2 separate regions of the Mus musculus genome follow, and region 2 is linked to region 1. A link is a contact called in public Hi-C data. All regions are on one chromosome and are shown on one strand. Each heading gives the region's core, a stretch centred on a gene start, on an enhancer-like site or on the middle of the called end of the contact. The rest is flanking DNA. Distances are from core to core; before and after follow the strand shown.

The links. A called contact is a pair of places that touch in the nucleus more often than the background predicts.
Region 2: a Hi-C map of liver shows a contact between it and region 1, with 2.1 times the contacts expected there. The contact joins two enhancer-like sites. A contact is called at or near these places in 3 of 484 Hi-C or Micro-C datasets (the N1E-115 cell line, cerebral cortex and liver) and 2 of 115 datasets of contacts at active chromatin or transcription factors (double positive thymocytes and intestinal villus epithelium).

What each region holds. Positions count from the first base shown.
Region 1 is chr12:100,280,716-100,284,397 of GRCm38.p6, reverse strand. The region is part of intron 1 of Gm10432 (predicted gene 10432); the gene reads right to left. Among named protein-coding and RNA genes, the nearest start is that of Gm10432, 5.9 kb to the right of the region's middle. Within about 2 kb of position 1,862, at least 187 of the 459 cell types and tissues checked have an H3K27ac peak or open chromatin away from gene starts, as enhancers often do. A contact at or near this core is called in cerebral cortex, intestinal villus epithelium and liver, where this site is marked.
Region 2 is chr12:100,420,952-100,424,633 of GRCm38.p6, reverse strand. The region is part of intron 5 of Ttc7b (tetratricopeptide repeat domain 7B); the gene reads left to right. Among named protein-coding and RNA genes, the nearest start is that of Gm36375, 72 kb to the left of the region's middle. Within about 2 kb of position 2,028, at least 44 of the 459 cell types and tissues checked have an H3K27ac peak or open chromatin away from gene starts, as enhancers often do. A contact at or near this core is called in cerebral cortex, intestinal villus epithelium and liver, where this site is marked.

The DNA of each region.
Region 1 (3,682 bases), core at 613-3,112:
TTGGGGTCACCGTCCCTGGCACAGCCTGCGCACAGACACCTCTCTCACCACCCTGCAGAGGTGCACCCCTCCCAAGTGGCTGCTTTTCCATCCATTACTGTGAGGTCAGCACTAGCCCTTCTGCTCTGCCACACCCCACTGTGTAGACAATTAGAACCGAATTGTTCACTCCTGCTGGACACCACAGAACCTCTTCTTGGTTAAGGATCACCCGTCCATCTGTGTTGCTCTTTGTCTGATCCTATTGTTTCCTCCCCCTAGACTCACCCCGCTCACTGAAAACTCAAGTGCACGGCTCTCCTCTGGAATTCAGAAAGACCGCATTAATCCGACTTGCACTTTGAACAACAGTAACCATAAACCAAACAGCTATCTGCATGAAGCCTTTCAGTCCACCTGATGCATCTTCAAGCACTCAGGCATAATAAGTTAATAACACAATGACTGATCCTCTCCCATTTTACAGATCAACATAATAAGGTCTCCAACTTATGTTAGCTGTCAGAAGGCACTATAGGGGTCCAGCATTCTGTAGATCTTATTTGTCCTGTCTGCTGTCCTGGGGAGGGAGTCTGGGACTTCACACATGCTAAGCAAGGGCTCCACAGCTGAGCTCTCCCCAGCCCGTTACAGGTTAACTCCATTTCCCAGGGTCTCACCCAGGTTCCTTTTTGTAGAAATTACTTTCTCAGGTCTTTTTCTGTTTTGTTTTGCTTTCTGTTTGTTTTTGTTTTTCAAGACAGGGTTTCTCTGTGTAGCTCTGGCTGTCCTTAGACTCACTATGTAGACCAGGCTGGCCTGGAACCTGCAACTTCTCCTGCCTCTTCCTCCCAGTGGCTCTGCTGGGACTAAAGGTGTGGCCACCCAGCTTCTTTTTTTTTTCTTTTTTTTTTTTTTTTAACTATTATGTGTGGAGGCGTGTGGGTGTGGCCATGCAGATGAAAGTGATTACAGAGGTCAGAGGTCAACTTCAGAAACAGTCCCTTTATTTTCAGGGACAAGATCTCTCACTGGAGCCCCAAACTGACTGGTTCATTGTGGCTGACTGACTGAAGAGCCACAAGGATCCTCTTGTCTTTGCCTCCCCAGAGCTGGGATTTCAAGAGTACACTACCACACTGAGTCCTGTATGGGCACTGAGGATCAAACTCATGTCCTCATGGTTGTAGGCTAGGCTAGCCCCTTAACCTCCTGAGCCATCTCCTGGGTCTTGGCTTTTTTTCTTTTTTTTAACGTCTGCATTCACCCTTGTAGCAATCCATAACAGCCTATCACATGCTAGCCCCTCGTTCCTATGGTGGGCACCTCCACTTGGTGTGTGGGTGCCACAGGGAGGTGGGCCACTGGAGACACCCCCACATTCTCAAATGGGCTGAGGGAGTGCCACGGGGGGGGGGGGGTGCTCCTAACTCCCTCTTGACTCTTGCCTCCTGTCTGTTCCGGTCTGGGTCAGGGCTTAGAATTTACCAGGCAAAATGCTCACTCACACAGCTCTTCTCTCATGAGGTTCACATGGCGAGGAACTCCTGACTGCAGACAGCAACACGCTGCTGAATGCAGGTCTCTTGGACAATACTGCCTCATTGGTCTGAGATTCACATGCTCCATCTCACACTGACAAGCCCCTGCCAGGCTTCTCTCTGAGCCTCAGTTTGCTGATCTGAAGGAAGGGGGATTCCCTTCCTGCACAGGGCAGAGTGTCTAAAGACCTGATTCCTCACCCCAAATCCAGAGTGGGTTCTGACTCTCCCCATTCCCACCTGCCAGGCTAAGTCCCCTGCCTCTCAGAGAGCTCCCAGCTGGCCTGGGCTGGAGAGGGAGCCCAGGGAACAGAGGCACAAGGGCCCCTTTGTGCCTGTTGCTAGGGCCTGGCTGTATTTGCTCAGCCTGGGTAAACAGGAGGTGCCTGGAGGCCTGCTCTGTTATGACAACTTAAAGAGCCTTCTCTTCCTTCCTGAGCTGCTGAGCCCAGGCCCTGCTAGGTGATTCCCCCACGTGATGGCTTCCCCCGGGGCCCAGAGGCTTCCCCTAGGGCCCTGCAGGGGATGGACCAGGAGTAGACCTGAAAGGTCTCTCTGTTTAACCTGAGGTTTATGTTGTAAAACTGAGACTACAGGGGGATCCTGACTCCTCAAAGGCAGACTAGGATAAGCCTGGCAGCCCAAGTCTGGCCTCTGCCCAGAGTGATTTGGAGGCGGAGGCCCGTCATGTCCCTCATTTGCTAACTATTTGGCTAAGTCCCCTACTGCCCCCCGCCCCCCCAAGTTAAGGACTGAGTGGTTTGCCCAACCTACCTCCTCCCAACAGGTCCTAGTGCCAGCGTCTGGAGCTGGAGAACCAGCCTAGCAATGCTAGTTTCCAAGTTCTCAGAACCTTCCTTAACAAAGGCCAACAAGATGGGGCTAGGTTAGCCTGCTGGCATCTCTTAAGGCTTGCAATGAACACATTGCTTCTCTGAAGCCCTGGGAGCAATAGTTTGGTGGTAGCCACAAGCCAGCTGAAGGATTTAGAGAACTGATGAGGGGACCATCCGTGTCAGCCGCAGACTGCTCAGCATTGCTGGACAGAGGCTGTAACTTTCTTTGGAAAGCCTGACAGAGGCTACCTTGAGGTACTTGGCACACCAGAGGCCTCTGGTAATTGGCCCAGCCCAGAGTAGCAAGCAGCCAGCATTCCTGTGTGAACTTTGACCACTCCTGGGCTCCCTTCCTCCACAGAGAGGGCAGACCATGCCCTAGGCCCTGCCTGTCCCACCTTGGTGACCAAGGAGCAATGAGTGGAGGCTCCTCTGACTCAGAAATGGGTTGTTGAGTGTGTCCAAGACCCAGGCAGGTGCCTCTCCTGGTTAGAGCCCCACCCTGCCCTTCTGCCGAGAAGCCTGGACTCCACAAACAAATGTTCTGTGTACCTTGGCCCGGTCACACCACGGCAGGGAATCCTTTGGAGACCTAGCCACAGTGTGAATTTCCTCAAAGGTGGGGGCAGGCCATCCTGGGGAGGCCTCCTGACCCTAGGGTCACCCTGCCTTGGAAAATAGCCCACAGCTCAGGGCCAAACCCTAGGTTTCTGGGATCCTGGCCCACTGCTGTCTAAGGCAGCCAGCTGTGGCTCTCTTCCTGACAGGAAGTTCAGGGGCACATAGGTCCTCCTTTACCTGGGGAAAACATATCATAAGGCTGTCACTCTGGTAGAGCCAATCCTGGTAGCTGCAGGCTCCTGTCTGGCCCTGTTCCAATCCTGCCAGACTTCAGCATGTTGCTCCAGACATGATAGGCAGCAGGCAGGGAGAAGACCTGGATGCCAGGTCTCTCAGCCAAGGGTCCCCTTGCCACTGTCCCCATTATTGTCCCATTTACCACTGAAGCTGAAGCATGTGTGTCTGCTCTATAGTATGTGGAGGAGTTGTTGGGATAACATGTCGGGGTGGACCCAAGGATGCATTCTGTAATTCATTTATAGCAGCTGCCTCTGGGAAGACAGGTGTCTTCCCACCTTGCTGTCTGCTAGCCATGTGACATTGGGTATACAAGCTCTCTGAGCTTCCAGGTTGATAAATAGAACATCTTATGAATTGTTGAAAGTGTATTCATGTTGGTGGTGATGGTCAATGCCCTTAATCCTAGCCCTGGGGAGGCAGAGGCAGGCAGATCTCTGAACTCAAGTCCAGCCTGGTCTACAGAGT
Region 2 (3,682 bases), core at 779-3,278, 140 kb before region 1:
CATACATACACACACACACACACACACACACACACACACACAAAACACATACATACATACTGCATGGGGAAGGAGAGAATTTTTCTTTTTCTACTCGTCTTCTAAGAAATGAAAAGATAAATAAAAGAAAGATATGTTAAATTTGACATTGTTAGGCCATCGGAGTCTGAAAGATTCTCAAGTCCTCTCAACCATCTCAGCCTTGGTTTTCTGTTATGAGCTGATGTTGGAGCTCTGGCTCTTTTCAGAATATATCTCCCTCTTGTTGGATAGGACTCAGGAGATAATATCAAAAAGCTATAACTGTTCAGAGTTGTAAAACAAAATTTATGCCATTGTAAACTTATGCTAACAATGAATTTGGAGCTCAGCACTGGAAAAAGCTGTTTCAGAGCTACAGAGGGAGATCTGTACAGAGGGGGCCTGTGCAGTGATGGAGCTTCAAGTGAAGATCTTAATATAAGAACCAAAGCATTAAGACTGCTGGTGGAAAACACTTCTAGATATTGACATGGAACATTCTGCAAAAATAATCCTCCCATAGCATAGGAGATCATTTTTAGTTTTTGTTTGTTTTTTAATATTTAATTTATTTATTTAATCTAAGTACACTGTAGCTGTCTTCAAACACTCCAGAAGAGAGCATCAGATTTCGTTACGGATGGTTGTGAGCCACCATGTGGTTGCTGGGATTTGAACTCAGGACCTTGGAAGAGCAGTCAGCGCTCTTAACTGCTGAGCCATCTCACCAGCCCCGGAGATCATTTTTAAAGGAATTGACAAGTAGGGATGCATAAATTTAAAGGCTTCTTTATAGCAAAGGAAGCAATCACCAGAGTTAAGACAGACTACAGATTGGGGGTCTATCTATGCCAAATAAACATTAGGCAGTGGACTAGTAGGACTAATAGCTAGAATACATAAAGAACTGTAAAAACAGAATGACCCCCACCCTCCCAATCATCCTGTCAGCTAATGGGCTACTGAACGGAGGAGACGGGCTTAAAACACTGATGGCCAATCAACATTGGAGAAAGACTTTGATATCTTTAGCTATCAAAGAAATGCAAATTAAAACTACTTTAGATTACATCTCACCTTACTCAGAAAGGCTGTCATCAAGATAACAGAGGACAACAAATGCTGATGAGTGAGGTTTATTGACTGTTGATAGAAATCCGTGTAGAAGTCCCTCAGCAACCTAAAGACAGCCACCATATGACCCAGCTATACCATTCCTGAATATGTACCCGAAGAACTCTTAATGAACCAGAGATATTTCCATGTCCATGTTTATTGCTGCTGTATGCACAGTAGCCAAGATATGTAACCAGTCTAGATCTCCTTCAGCAGAATATAAAGTGAAAATGTATAGATATACACATGAATACATACATACAGCAGAATTGCATTCAGCTATGAAGAATAATAAGGTGACATTTGAGGGAGAAAATGTGTGTGTGTGTGTGTGTGTGTGTGAGAGAGAGAGAGAGAGAGAGAGAGAGAGAGAGAGAGAGAGAGAACATGAGACAGATGAAAGAAAAGGCTTTGATTCTGAGATGGGAAAGAAGAGAAGCACCATTTGGAGAGGGAAGGTATCAGCCAGAGGAGGATGGAGAGAATGTGAGGGTGGAAGAGGGGCAATGAGAATAAGGGATAATGACATGTATTTATGAAAAAACGAACCCATTATTTATATGTTAACTCAAAGTTTGATTTAAACAATTGAAAATAAAAAAAGAGGAAGGGCCAACTGCTGGAGAGCTGGAACCTTCAAGGTTGTACAGACAACTGTGGGGTAGCACAGGCTCGCAGGAAGTCAAGCCTGGGGGTCACAGAGAGCCCTGGAATGATGAGAGTCTAGAGAACAACAAACACGCATAGAAAGGGGAAGGGAGAAGGCACAGGAGTGGGTGAAAGGTAGAGGAGACTCCTCCCACTATGAAAAGGGGTGAGTTTGACCATGCATAGGCCAAGGGACACTGCAGCTCTGCCTGTGGGGCTGGGCACAGCAATGGCACAGGGATCAAAGGTGGCCTGGCCTGCCAGGCTGAGCACACAGCTGGTCCTAAAGATTGCAGGCGCTTTCCTCCCTGGTCTTAGCTGAGTTGTTGGAGCTGCTCCAACCTGGGGGAAACACACCCAGCACAGAAAGCAAAGTGCAGGAGACGACCCAGGCTCTGACACCTTGCCAGAGTGTGCTGCTTGATCCTGGCAAAAACCTTACCGTAGTGAGTTCTGACATCATCGTACCATCTCAGTCAAGGGCGGTGAAATGGAATAAATGACCTCCTGTCAGGAGTCTGTGGAAACCCTCAGAACCAGGTGTTCTGATGTTCAACTTTGAGTGGAAACTTTAAGCAACAGTTTGTTCTAGCTATTTAATGGGCCTCAGCATTTTAGGGACAAACTAATAGTTTAGAAATATGAAAGCAATCATGTGGGTTTTTTTTTTTTTCATTTTCCTCCTTTTTCTTCCTTGCTATCATGATTAAACATGTAGCTTTTTTTTTTTCTGTTCAGTGGCGAATAGGAAGTGATTGAGTAATATCTGACTTTAAAATGTTTGTTTGTTATAGACTGTTTGGTGAGAATTGAAGAACTTGGTATTTAGGGTGCTTGTGACTATTTCTAATATTTAAAACGTGGCACCCCTTCCCTGCTGTTCTGGGATGCCACCCTCATTTGACCAGCCTCAGGCCTGCGCTACTCTGCCACTGCTCTGGACTCTTTGTTTAGGAGCAGAATTCTTCTGGGCTGAGCAGAGTCTGATTCTGAATCCTGAACACAGTCTGGGATCCAGCTGGGGACAGCTCGCACTCACGCCAGAGTCTTCCTCTGCCAGGACCTCTTGCAGATTTCCCCTCAGCAGGCTCAGCCTCCTTCTACCTAAAGATTTGTACATTCCTCCAGCAGAGGGCCTCCGTCTTGCGTGGGAGAAACCACAGCCAGCCAGAAAAGGGAATTGGGTTTCTCTCCTCATTATGTATCAGGTAGCAGAGGGCAGAACATCAGGCACAGGGCTTCTTCACCTGGCTTTAATGGATTTGCTTTCCGGTTTGAACCAGTACCTAAGAAGCATCTATCTCATTAGCTGTCCTCACCAGAGCATAGAATTTATGCTATTTGTGTGTGTGAAGTAATTTGAATATCAGTGCACAAAATACACATGTGAGCTCTTGGATTCGTATTTGTTCCTTCCTCTCAAGCCATCTCTGCTTTATAGAGCTCATCTTTCTTTTGTCCAAGGTGGTGACAGCATGGTGGGAAGCTCCCAGTTTGCTCTCTTGCCACACTTAGAGCCTGAGCAAACCCTTTCACTTCTTGACTCTGTTGGATCATTTCTGGCTAGAAAATTCTGTGCTTCCATAACTCTATAAATAGTTCGTTCTGCAAAGAGGACATAGGAGACGCCCCAAATGACCAGGTCCTATTTGTAGCCTTCCCACAGTTACAATATTTAGCTTTGAAGTACTGTTCAAGGTCTAATTTCCACCATGGCAAAACAGTTCTTTCTGTGGTCTACCAGAGTCTGTAGTGACATCATCTCAGGCATGTCCTTGTTTCATGAGTTCAGAGGGCTGCCCTTTATGTACACGGTAGGCATTTAATTGGTGATATGGAAATAGAATTAGCTGTCGTAGCCGTTCCCATCCCTTTTTAGCTGTGACTGTTTCCTCCC